2 separate regions of the Gossypium hirsutum genome follow, and region 2 is linked to region 1. Evidence: chromatin contacts called from public Hi-C data. All regions are on one chromosome and are shown on one strand. Each heading gives the region's core, a stretch centred on a gene start, on an enhancer-like site or on the middle of the called end of the contact. The rest is flanking DNA. Distances are from core to core; before and after follow the strand shown. Region 1 holds the start of LOC107941715 (serine/threonine protein phosphatase 2A 59 kDa regulatory subunit B' gamma isoform). Region 2 holds the start of LOC107923977.

Region 1 (7,045 bases), core at 2,323-4,822:
AGTAAGTAGAGACTCGCTGTTAAAAATTGCAGGATTCCCATGGTGCACCATTCAGGTTACACCATGGATCATTTCACTATGGTGGATATGATCTGATTTCTTAACAGTTGCTTTCATTGTATCTCTCAACTGCCCACCATTGCCTTTGGGGTTGGGCTGGTGGCAGTAGCAGTGGCAATGGCAATGGAAGAGACAAATCTAGAAACCAGTACAGCCTCATTGCTTGCTGCGGTAGTAGATGAAGCTACATCTTCCAAATGCTTCCAGGTTAGTTCCCGCCTTTCCTGCATCTCTTTTTCCTTCAATTCATCTTCTTGGAATCTGGACAAACACTCGTCAAAAAGCACATGATCAACATCCGTGAATATCTTCCTGACATTTAGTGTAAAGCTCTGGACTGCCAGGTTCCAATGACCATTGGTATTTCTCTCCAGTGCAGGGAAGATTATAGGGAGTATTACTGAGCGGTTCTGGATGATAAGATTTCTTATGTGATCATTGTTCCACAAAAATAAAGCCCGTTCCGCTACCTGCCATAAACAAAAAGAACATTTTCCAAATCATACTCCTACAACATAGAAAAGTTGAGAGCACAAAGCTCTACTTGTCTCAAACTAGATACCAGGCAACTAATGACTAAAATCATGTAATTTCCACAGTGAATAACTATTCTCCTTTTGTTTTCCCTTTGAAGCCAACATAAAATGAACCACTTACAACAACAGGTGTGGCCATTACCGAAAAAGTGTAGGGTTAACCTGTCCTGTAGTGATCAAATTGAATCATCTCCTTTTCTAGGTATTGCAAGAATGAAACTAGGGTTATGAACTCAAATCCACCAGCATAGCAACATTACATTACTCTCAACTAAGAATGCCCTATTCTTGACAGTTCAAAAGTGCTTTTTGATTGCTGTGGAATGAGAGGCCACTTGAATGTATTTTTATTTCATTTAGGGCAATTAGAACAGGATCAACCTTTTGGAACGATGAACATGCAACTCACTACCAGGATTAAATTGCCATCTCCTTCCCAGCAAAACCATTACAATTCTCTTGACTATAAACATCATCAACTACTGGTAGAAAAGATATATTGAATTCTTTTCTCAAGGATAAACAGTAACGTTGAAGCTGAGCAGATACGCATTTTTCATGAACATGATACTCATAGTCCACACGACAATGCTGTCTTCAAGGATCAAATAAATCTCACTCCCAAGAAATTAAGCATGCTAGCCAAAGTAATATAGATAACTTATGCCTCAAATGTAAAACTATGATAATGTCCACACCATACAACAACACACTCCCCAACATGCTTCAATCCATAAATGCCATCAAAATAATATTTCCCCAAGAAGATGCTGCTGGGCGGGTGCAAGCATTGAGCAGAAATAAAGGGGAACAAAAGAGCAGTAGCTTTCAAACTATTCAAGGAAAATCATCAGTTAACTAGCCTAGTGAGGTATGAGTGGCTTCCCAGTCACTGCCAGATTCAATAAATCCTTCCCTTAACCGAGAAAATAAGATCAGCTTAGATCAATCTAAAAAATAATACATCCTTATCTCAGCAAAATATCCTATGTTCTACTATTTATGCCGAAAATTTCTTGTAGCTTGTTCTACAATTCTAACTCTTTTCCCCGACCAGATTCTTAAAATAGTACAGGGGCTTAGGGTTTAACAAACATATATATTAAAGATGGACATTGACCAGTAGGAATTGTTCAGGATGGAAAGGCGTGGAAAATCTCTAACAGCAACAATGGAGAATAAAAAAACAGTAAGAGGCTCCAATCGCTGTAAAAGAATGTGTAGTGATGAAGTATGTGATACAGGCATACAGTAGTCAACAAAAGAAGGCAAGAAGCTTACAGAAAAAGTCAATAGAGGGAGTAACAATGATAATCTAGACAGTACCTGAAAATGAGAGCTATTGAGGCAGCGGCCAATCTGACGGAAAAGAGGAACCTGGCAGCGTTGGAATTCTGCTGCCTGAGTAGCTTCTAGAACTTCTTCCAACTCTCCCACAAACATGACCTCCTTTGAACTATTAATGACAGGCCAATACTTTAGTAGGCCTCGGATGACAGTATCAGCCAGTTTGTAGTCTTTCTCAACAAACTGAGTAATGCAATAAGAAAGCTGCTGATGGTACGTGGATGCACACTTGGGCTTGTGAAGAGGAATCAGGGCTCGTACCAAGAAGAGCTTGTGCTCTTCCTTCAAAGGCAAGGCAAACCCATTTATTATACTTCCCAAGATTTCAAGCAACTCAGCTATACCATTGTGCTTCTCTGTCTCAAAAATAAACCTGTAGAAAATATTGTTGATGGCTTTCCTAATAAATGGTCGATGCACCATGAACTTCCCATAAATTCGATGTAGAATTGTCTTCAGATAATCCCTCTCTCTATGGTCATCCGAATCAAACAAATCCAACAATTTCAACACAAATGAATGATCCATGTATCTCTTAGCAAGCTTGGCATCGGTCTCTGGTGAGACCACAAATCTAAGTAAAAGTTCATACACAATCTGAAGATGAGGCCAAGCAGGATCCATGGCCGGTTCCTCATCTTCCAAATCATACATTTCTAGAAGTTTGTTATCGTGATTCGGAGATGGAAATGTTCTAAAGAGATTAGCAGCAACCATTCTAGTCATCTCTTGCACCGCCAACTCATTGAACTTGGATGTAACTGAGGAAATATAATCAACAAGCTCCAACAGAGTCTGCTTCTTTATGTCCTTCTCCCGAAGGTTCTTAGTTGGATCACCAAAATCAAAAACCACACAACACATATTCAACTTCTTAAGGAAAAGACTCTGCTTTTCCGTGCTGGGAACATCCCGGAAACCAGGCAAAGCCTCATAAATCCCTGAAACTAACATAAGACCTGCTTGGCTTGCAAGAGGGTCAGTTTTCTTCCCTTGATTTGAGTTGGCCGAACTGGATGAATGAGAATTAACAGTCCCACCGTTCAAACGTGAACCTGAATTTGAGAATTTAAAAGCGGAACCAGGTTTAGAGCTGTTTAAAGAATTGGGTCCAAGAGAAGAGTTGAAAAAGGAATTACCATTGAGTGCATCACCGTTGGGTTCATGTTGGGATGATTTCGATGGTTTTCGCGGTAGCTTTCCGAATATCTGCTTCATCATATCTACAGAAAGAAAAACCCTAAATAGCCCTAGCCCTAATCCACAGTTACGAAAGATTCCAACTTGAAAGACCACATGGTATACAAATTTCTTTTACACATAATTTTGGATTCAAGCACTGAGAACTGAAGAATTGCATTTAAAGAAAACAAAAACAATATTCAGAATGGAATGCGTTTCTTTTCATAAATTAAAATGAAGGTGAAATCTTACTGAAAGGAAGGAATGGGTTAAAGCCCCTAAAAACAGTCCCTGATTAAATAAACCCAGTTCGAATAAAATAAGTAAATAATATCTAGTGATACCAAATAAATAAAATAAAATCCTTCGTCTCTGTGAAAGAAAAAGAGAAGAGGAAATGGAGGGTTTTGGTCCTTTTGGACAGTACTCATGGGCCACGCCAGTCAATTCACACAAATTTTAATTTTTTATTCAAATTTCAGACTCAAAAGCTTTTTTATTTTTTTTTTAAAAATGTGTTCGAGAAAAATCCTTTCATTTTGGTGTTTCCAGATCATCCATTGGTCCATAATATGATACTAGTATATATGTACAAAATATATTTATAAAGTTTTGTCCTACTGGGATGAATTGATACTGCTTCAAATTTCTGAATTAACTTCAAAATTAATCTCCAAAACAATGTACGCATAGGAAAACTTAATTTCCAACTTCAAAAAAAAAAAAAAAAAAACAGTAATTCCTACGGTCATGACAACTCACTCATATGATATAACTTGGTTCCTTTCACTATTTAATAATATAACTTATCAAAGAAAACCTTCAAATTTCTTAAAAGAAGCAAGAAAAGATGAATTCAAATGATTCAAAGGGCAAGGAAAAAGAGGAAGTTTGGTCTGACTTACATCACTTAGCGGAGATGACATTGGGAACACTAGAATGGGGGAAGAAGAAATGACGTAGCTCTAAGTCACCAGATGAAACTAGTAGGGCAAATAAGCCTGACAATACAGAGCAGCACAACAAGGGTAGTGGTAGTAGTAGTAGTAGTAGTAGTTCGGCCCTTCAACCTTGCTTGCCCGAAAGGGTGAAAGAGATGACCAAAGGCTTGGGAGAAGCGATGATCAATTGGTCATACAAAAATCATTGTAAAAAATCGATTTGACGGAGCACCATGGTCGTCTCTCCATACCCATGAATCAAGTCCGAGCGGAGTTTCTTACGGACGAAGAAAAGGAGGTGCTGAAAGAAGGCGGGAAGGAGGGTATAGAAGCATTGGTGATTGAGCCGATTCGGATGTGAGTAATATGGTTTTAAGGAGATGGGAGATGCGGAAGCAGAAGGGGAAGGGGAAAAATTCCCCCCTCTACGTCTTCATCCGTGGGTGGCAATCACTAGTACAAAAGTGTGGCTTGCAAGTTGATGTGATTCAAGTATGGTCGTTTCGGTTCAATTTCAAACTATGTTTTGCTTTAGTAATTCTTCTTTGAAGAGACAATTAAATTAAAGGCAGTTGTATTATTTTTATTTTCTTGCTAAATTTTTGTGGTTTTTTTTTTCCATATTTTTCATCTCTTAATATCTATGACTATCTCTTCTAATAAAATCACTTAAAAATAGAGGTCCATATTTTAGTGTGTTTTTCATTGATAATAATAGTTACATTTTTTTTTACTCGTGATAATATTAATTACAACTCATGTGAATTTCAAATTTATTATACTAAAAACATTAACCAATCAAAGAAAACACATTAGAATTTTCTTATCTATTTATAAAATATAATAAAATTTACGTTTTTTATATACTGAATATAGATGCATTTTATGATATTTTGAAATTATTTAAGAAATGTATCAAATTTTACAATGCACATAATAAAGTTGGTACAATCGACTTTCTTTATAACCACCTGCTATAACAATATTTTGTTATAATAATCAAATTTCTAAAAAAACTCATTTTTTATGTTTTATTTTCAACCTCTATAACAACATCCATAGTTATAATTACATCCTTTATTAAATTAATTCTTTATAACAACATATAATCTAAATTTTTTAATAAAATTATAGTTATAATTACATCCTTTATTAAATTAGTTCTTTATAATAGCATATGGTCTAAATTAGTTCTCTTCAATGAATGAAATTAAATATGTCAATTTAAAAAATTATTAAATTCCTTAATTAAATATTTTACTATGAATTTAGAACTTCATAAACTTATAAATTGATTATTTAAATGTAGTAATTAGTAATAAATTAATTAATTTAATTTGATAATTCATTGATTAATTGAACTTGTAAACTTTATAATTTAACATGTAAAAGAATATGTAAAATAAAAGATGCATAAAATCAATAATAATACACTTGACTTTTAGCTTTCTTTCTTTTTTTTTTATGAAATTTTCTATATAAAATTTATGATAAGCTTATAATGATTATCTATTTATAACAACATATTATTATAGATGTATAACAAGTAAAATCAAAACAAACAGATCAAACTATGTTGATTGTATTTCTAGAAATCAAATTTTATGAAAGTCAAACTCCTAAGGCAACCACGTTCAACCATCTATTGTTTTTTTAGCTTTCATTTCGATGGCTCTATGAAGAGCTACCCATTTATCTTTGTAAATGCTTCTATGCTGCCCATTTGTTTAGTTTAGAACCTAAACTTGGATAGCATAGAATGAAAAACTGTTATTGGGATATAGAATCATAATATTGAGTGCTTTCAAAGGTTTCAAGAAAGATCATTTTGTGAACTTATATGTGAACTTAAAAACTAGCAATTAATTTATTAGTGTCACAACTTAATTATATATTCATGAATAACAAAATTTTAGTGCAGTTAACCTTGACTAATTTTTCATATTTACCAAAAAGGAAAAAGAAAAAAATACTTAATCTAATTACAACTTTATTATTTTGTTAGGGGAAGAAATAACATAATTGGACATTAAGATTAAAAATGAAATTGTGCCCCCAGCTCCAGCATTAGAGTGTAGTTGATGTCATTTGCATAAGGACCAACGAATTGAATGGGTCCTGCATCAACATATAAAATTAACATCAAATAATGTTAGTGTTCACCTGCTAACAAACAAAATTTAAGTGAAATGTTTCTTTTCTTTAAAAACAAAATGAATAGGTCAGAATTTATATTTATTAATTGCAAAAGTCCTTGAAGAATTTCAATTTTTTTCACTAACTTTTAATATTTTTTCCATTCAAATAAACATTACTCTTATAATTTTTTTTAGATGAATTACAAGAGAAAGGTAAAACTCTAATTACAATGTATTTAGTACGATTCGAACTCAAACCACACTTGAGGCGGTGAACGCTCTAATCATCAAGCCTTACACGAGGTTCCAAATAAACTTTTATTTATTATAGGTGAATTGTTAACTAGGTATAAAATGAAGGCTAAAGACTAGTTTAAGTGTAATTAAATGTTAATATTAAGAGAAAAAAAAAAGGGACTACAAGGTTTGAATCCATGTCACTTGATTGTTAATCGAGAGCTAGTGAGTGTAATTAAATGTTAGATGCTTATTTTGGCGAAATAAAAATCTATAAATTTATATGAGATACAAGCGACAAGTTTTATAATTATTTTGGCTTAATAGACTCGACTTTGAACCTCTGTTGTTGGTCCATTGATTAGTGTTCATTCTGTGATTTATATGATAAATTCGAATAGCAAGAATTATCTATTTGTGATGGGATACGTGCATGTGTTGACAATAATTTACATTCACGGGTAATATAAAATGTAAAAAAAAAAAAAAAAAAAAAACAGACACTGATATTTTTATACATTGCTAGAAATTACCTGAGCTTAAATACCGATTCTTAAGCGCCCAATCATCTCGCAAGGATGCAAATTTCAACATTGGTGCACCT
Region 2 (7,009 bases), core at 2,930-5,429, 290 kb before region 1:
TGCGAACATCCGAACTCGTTGAGTTGAGTCTGAGTTCACTTATGGATGCGAACGTTTGAACTCGTTGAGTTGAGTACGAGTTCATGAGATGTAACTAGGCGGCCGAGCTCGTTGAGTTGAGTCCGAGTTCACTTATGGATGCGAATGCCCGAGCTCGTTGAGTTGAGTCCGAGTTCGCTTATAGGCGGGTTACATGGTAGCTTGGCTACATATATGGCATTTATGTGCAAACTTTCCATGTATCCGAGTTATATTCCGATGGGTTCAACGGGTAAAATTCTAGTGAAAAGGAAGAATACTCAAGATGCAAGTGACGTATTGGTAAGTGTTGTGGAATGGGCACTTTGGACAGGTATGTACTTAACCCTCGGGTTGAGACTTGATACGACAACAATAATGTAGTAAGACGATGAATGATGAATAGAAATGTGATATATGTTTTGGTGATATTATGCTAATGTTGGTTGGTATAATTGCTTTGTTAAGTTATTTGTTATTTGCATGTGAACTTACTAAGCATTTATGCTTACTCCCTCCCTTCCGTTCCTTGTATTTTTGACAAGCCGGTTTGGAGATCAGGACGGTCAGAGGCACGCTCACACTATCAACAGACCATCTCGGTATGGTGGCTTGCATATTTTGGGAATATGGCATGTATAGCATTATAATCCTTTTGTGTATATAATCTTATGATATAGCTCATGGATGGCATGGAAATGTTTGAGAATGATTAGCTATTGGAGTGGCTAATCAAGACTATATTTGATAACACGTATGCTTTATGTGCTAACTAATCTATGAAAATCCATAAAATGGTGAAATTGGTTATAAAACAGAATCACACAGCAGCAGTGACGTGAGTTTGAAAAAACACTAAAAATAGTAGAAATAGAATTGGATGATGAATAAAATATGGAATTGAATCTTAATGAATCTATTTTCATGTGGAAGAAACAAAATAAGTAAAAGAGTTTTATTTTATGAGATATTTACGTTTTGGTGAAACAGGGTCAGAGCGATTTCTGGATCCCTTGTTCTAACTTTAGAAATTCACCATAAATTGTGTAAAAATAATTATAACTCACACTTTATATGTATAGATTCCTTATTGAGTTTATTTTTAAGTGAAACAAGCAGCATAGTCATTGGATCTCTTTACAGGAAGAAATTTGATTCGTAGTGCACAGGGGTTAGAGTAGCCAAACCCTGAAACATGGGAGACTTTAACTAATAAACTGTACTAATTTACCCAACCAAAAATTCTAGAAAAAAATTAGTAAGTAGATATATGAGTCTAGTTTTAGGAAAAATTTACGGAATTAGGTTTAGAGTTTCGTAACTCGAGATATGATTTTTTTAGAGACTATGACGCAGATGGACAGTTTACTACGAGAATTGTTTGAACTCGTTTAAATGCTAAAATAAGTTTAGTAATGTCTCATGCTCAACTCCGGTGACGGTTTCGGTAAGGGGGCGTTACAGCCTTTATTTTTAGAAATCCTTACCTCGGAAAAACAAAGTGTCATATCCAATAAGTTAGGACACAACATCTCGAATTCCCGAGAATAAGCTTTTATTTGAAACTTATTTGTTTTGATTTAAGAAAGGGTACTTGATTACTTAGATTCGATAAGAAAAATTGGAACCCAGTAAGTTAGGGCAGAATCTTCTCGATGATGCCAAATACCGAGTATTGCCTTATTTTGAAAATTTTGGAATAAAAGGATTTTAAATTTTAAACGATATTAAAACACGACCTTTTAAGCAAATAAAATGCGATGAAATAATAATGTACAACGCTAAATAATAATTCATAAACAAAATGCTATAATAACGAATCACAGATAACAAATAAATACAAAAAAGAATTAGAATACACATAATAGCAATAATCACGTAACATGTTATCCCAATATCCATATTGATATAAAAATGAAATAAGTAGTAAGAAAATCTAGAATAAAATATGAAACAATTCTAAGCAAATAATTCATAAAAAGAATTTAAAACAGATATTATAAAAGCCATCTAAAGTATATGAAATATTTTTTTAAAAAAAAAACTAGTATCCATTCAAGATAAAATAATATATAAAACTTTTTAGAAGTAATATACAAAATAATATAATTCTAAAATGCTATACATGAAATGAAAAACTTATTATAAATATATATATAGAGAGAGAGAATAATAGCAGTAATAATATTGCAAAAATAATTAATATGATAATAAAACAAATATAGTAAGTAAAAAAAAAAAGAAAGTATGATAATAATAATAATAATAAGCTAATAATGACAAAGATATAAAGAAATAATAATAAAAATAATGATAACCATAAAAGTAAATATAATTATAGTATAAAATAATAATAATAATAGTGGTAATAATATTAATAAAAAGAATATAAAAAAATGAATGTAATAGTAATATATAATAATTATGAAATAGTACTAATAATAAAAAATTAGAAGATAATAAAATAATAATAATTAATTAATTTAAAAAATAAAATAGAAAAAAATAACGAAAAAGATTAAATCGAACTTAAAATAGAGTTTTAGGGCTAATCCGAAATAAAAATAAGGTTAAAGGACCAATTTGCATGCACGAATAACAAGGAGGGACCAAAAGGGTAATAATCCCTTCTCCTCCAAAACGCACAGCATTAGAGAGGACCAAAATGCAATCGAAATAAATCATAGGGCCAAATAAAAAATAACGAAAGTTTTAATTACAAAGCTATAAAAAGCAGAAGGGCTAAATGCGCAATTAGCCCTTCCAATTAAAAACGCGCGGATCCTAGGTTGGAGCAGGTCGGGTCAAACGGGTCAGACAGGTCAAGGGCAAAGCGAAAAACTAGTATCCATTCAAGATAAAATAATATATAAAACTGTTTAGAAGTAATATACAAAATAATATAATTCTAAAATGCTATACATGAAATGAAAAACTTATTATAAATATATATATAGAATAATAGCAGTAATAATATTGCAAAAATAATTAATATGATAATAAGACAAATATAGTAAGTAAAAAAAAGAAAGTATTATAATAATAATAATAATAATAATAATAATAATAATAATGACAAAGATATAAAGAAATAATAATAAAAATAATGGTAACCATAAAAGTAAATATAATTATAGTATAAAAAATAATAATAATAGTGGAAATAATATTAATAAAAAGAATATAAAAAATGAATGTAATAGTAATATATAATAATTATGAAATAGTACTAATAATAAAAAATTAGAAGATAATAAAATAATAATAATTAATTAATTTAAAAAATAAAATAGAAAAAAATAACGAAAAAAAGATTAAATTGAACTTAAAATAGAGTTTTAGGGCTAATCCGAAATAAAAATAAGGTTAAAGGACCAATTTGCATGCACGAATAACAAGGAGGGACCAAAAGGGTAATAATCCCTTCTCCTCCAAAACGCACAGCATTAGAGAGGACCAAAATGCAATTGAAATAAATCATAGGGCCAAATTAAAAATAACGAAAGTTTTAATTACAAAGCTATAAAAAGCGGAAGGGCTAAATGCGCAATTAGCCCTTCCAATTAAAAACACGCAGATCCTAGGTTGGAGCGGGTCGCGTCAGACGGGTCAAGGGCAAAGCGACATTGTTTTAGGCATTTGAGGCCAGTCCAAAACAACGTCGTTTTGGGGGGCCTAAATAAGGCCAAAATCTTTAAAAAAAAACACTTGCAACCTTCTTTCAAAAAAAAAAACTCCCTTCCCCCCTTTATTCTCTCTGCAAGCCTAAAGGTTCAGCCAGGCTCCGTTCACCGACCACCGCCGCAACTGTACCCGTAGGCTAAATAAATTAACTATTATCATTTGTGTCAATATTCAAATTTTAAAATTCAAAAAGTATAAGAACTTGGAATGATTTCAATTGGAGAATATAGACTAAATCTACAACTGTACGCATAGTACAAGACTAATAATTAAAGTTAACCAAATGGAATTAACTATTACCATTTGATTTAGGATTAAAATTCAAAATTTTAAAAGTATAGAGACTAAAATTGATGAAATTAAAGTATACAGACTAAATTTATAGTTTTATAAAGTAGAAGGACTAATAACAGAATTTACCTAAAGTAATTTGCTAATTGTAATTGTTTTAAATTTTGGTTTGCTAAAGTTGGTACGCGGCCCAAAGTTTGACATTGTCGACAATAGATTTTTTGTTCCAATAACAGTTTCCTACTTCCTTCCCCTTCCCCTTCGCATTCCCACTCCTACACACTCATGTCGATGAAAGATTGACGAACCCACCCGCAAATTTTCGACTGTCGAAGAACCGTTAAATAAAAACAAAATGCATGGTTAGAATTTGACATTTTGCCGACTACTGCATCCAATTGCTTCAGTCTCGATTTGGTTTCCAGTTAGACTCTGAGATAGAAGAGATGGCAGTGAACCAGACGGCGGCGTTGAAGGTGGGGTTGTGTCTATTGGGACTCTGTTTATTCGGCTACATAGTGGGTCCTCCTCTGTATTGGCATTTCATGGAAGGATTAGTAGCCGTCAGCCACACTTCCAACACTTGCCCACCTTGCCTTTGCGATTGCTCTTCTCAGCCTCTTCTCACAATCCCTGAAGGTATTCCCAGATCTGGCTCGATCTCATCTCCTCCTTTCTTGTTTCCATTTCATATATATTGGATTTGATCAGTTTCACAAACCTCAAAATCATGTTGTAGTAGTAAACTGTAATTTGAAATGAGTGCTTTATGCGCTTCCTGCCCAATTTATTTACACTTGGAGAGTGGAGATCCTATGATTTCCCCTCTTTTTTTTGTTCATCGAATTTTCAATTAGTTACTGCCTAATTTTAATTTACAATAGATGAGTTTTGGAATATTATGATAACCCATTATTCTTTTGTTAATTCTAGGAAGCTTTTATTCTTCGTGCGAATTTTTTCCAAGGCATAATATTTTCACTTAGAATTTTTATCAATGTTGTTTCTGTTGTCAATTAATAGAACTCCATATCCTTGGCTATGGGGTTTTACTTGGTAGTTATGAAGCTAATTATTGAAAGTTGAAACTCATGCCTGTTTTATGAATGCTGTTGTTAGCCTTTCTTTCTATTATGTTAATTTGTTGCTTTGTATTAGCATTCTCTATGCTACTTGCCCTGCAAAGTTCCAAGTTTCCATTTTTATTAAAGATGGCAATCGGGTATTTGGAAATGTTAATTATTTGCTCTTTGGCAATTTTGCCCAGCAAAATTAAGCTAATTTTATGGTTCTATCTTTAATTTATGCAGGACAGAGCAATGCTTCCTTTACAGGTCAGTTTCCTGTTTCTTTGTCATGGATGGATGTGTTTATTGGAATATGGGACTAACTTAATACAAAGAAATTTTACATTTGTTTTTCTATGCCTTTTAGATCACCTCTAATTTTAGCATGACCGACCCTCTCTGTTGAGTTTTTTTCACCATTGTTGCTGCTATCGCTTTCATTTAGGTGTCAACTTTATTTTAACAGATGTTATGCCTTATATGATGCAATATGAGAAATATATTTAATAGTTTTTCTTATCCTTCTGTTTTTGTGCCGTTATACTCTCTAATCACGTGATTTCCCTAAGCCACCCCTGTCAATAATGATTGATAGCTGATGTAACAATATTTGATTGCTAATCACATGATTTTCACTTTTGTTTTCTCTTCAATAATGATTGATTGCTAATGTAACAATTTTTTTTTTACCTAGACGCTGTCTAACAATTGCATAACCGAGCCATGTTTTTAAGATTGATTGCAAATGACTGATATTGTGAAATAACACTTACATAAGATAAAGTAGTAACTCTGGCTTTGGTATGCAGGATGAACTGCTTTGGTTGGGATTGCTTGATAATTAATGTTGTGGTATTTTTTTATCCGAGAGTAATTTGGATGTGAATGTAACATTAAATGTAATAACCCTCTATATTGCATTAACAAAAACCACTGCCTTCATTTAGCAAATGATTTCATTTCAGGGTGATATTGGTGATTTTGAGTTTTATTTATGTTTTGATATGGCTGGTTCCTTGAAGGTTGAATGTGAATATTTTGCAGATTGTGCAAAGCATGATCCAGTGGTAAATGAGAATACAGAAAATCACTTTGCAGAACTTTTGACAGAAGAACTGAAGCTAAGAGAAGCCGAAGCTTTGGAAAATCAGCAACGTGCAGACATGGCATTACTCGAGGCTAAGAAGTTAGCATCACAGTATCAAAAGGAAGCAGACAAATGCAATTCGGGTATGGAGACCTGCGAAGAAGCAAGGGAGAAAGCTGAAGAAGCACTGTCGGCTCAAATGAAATTGACAGCAATGTGGGAAATAAGAGCTCGTCAGAAAGGGTGGAGAGAAAAGGTCGCCAAATCTAATGCGCAGACACAAGGTAACCTCCAGTTTGTCTAAACCATCCACCATGGATAGGAAGAAAATTAGTAGAAAACGTATTTCGTTCCTTCTTTTCTTTTCCACTGTTCAGTGCTCTGCGACATGTTCTGTCAATTCTGGACCGCGAAGCGGAATTTTATAGTCATCATGAATTTCAGAGTTAATATTATAGGCAGTCTAATTTAACATTGTAGTAAACATTATATTTGATAATCTTGGATACGATATATAAGAAAAACGATTAAAATACAGCATGATATGAACATCTAAATGTGTCAAAGGGATATACTGATTACCATATCTAGTAAAATATGATTGATTTCTAACATAAACTAATTCACTCCAAAACTACTCTTTATCATAATTTCTCATCAATAACTCATGCTTCATTCTATCAATTTTTTTCTTTATGGATTTCACTAGAGTTGAAGATGCAAATTAATCATTATTCATTCCAATATATTTGAAGAAAGGAACATTTGTTCAGAGAAAATATAGTATATATTCTCTGCTCCTATCAAATTTATCATCAATTTGCCTTCTCAACAGCTGTTATTTTACTAGAATCCCCACTGA

The links. A called contact is a pair of places that touch in the nucleus more often than the background predicts.
Region 2: a contact with region 1 is called in a Hi-C map of leaf, with 2.4 times the contacts expected there. The contact joins the promoter of LOC107923977 here to the promoter of LOC107941715 in region 1. A contact is called at or near these places in 11 of 34 Hi-C or Micro-C datasets (callus, hypocotyl, leaf and 1 more).

Annotation. Positions count from the first base shown.
Region 1 is chrA11:19,811,450-19,818,494 of Gossypium_hirsutum_v2.1, reverse strand. It overlaps LOC107941715 (serine/threonine protein phosphatase 2A 59 kDa regulatory subunit B' gamma isoform), which reads right to left and starts at 3,572. Exons shown (of 2, transcript XM_016875298.2): 1 at 1,923-3,572; 2 at 1-530. The coding sequence starts at 3,164. The coding sequence ends at 126. It overlaps LOC107941714 (pyrophosphate--fructose 6-phosphate 1-phosphotransferase subunit beta), which reads right to left. Exons shown (of 16, transcript XM_016875297.2): 15 at 6,975-7,043; 16 at 5,916-6,184. The coding sequence ends at 6,102.
Region 2 is chrA11:20,105,381-20,112,389 of Gossypium_hirsutum_v2.1, reverse strand. It overlaps LOC107923977, which reads left to right and starts at 4,179. Exons shown (of 3, transcript XM_016854203.2): 1 at 4,179-4,632; 2 at 5,304-5,327; 3 at 6,105-6,690. The coding sequence starts at 4,440. The coding sequence ends at 6,451. LOC107923976 (fatty acid hydroperoxide lyase, chloroplastic) reads right to left here. Exons shown (of 4, transcript XR_005904912.1): 3 at 6,354-6,549; 4 at 5,477-5,518.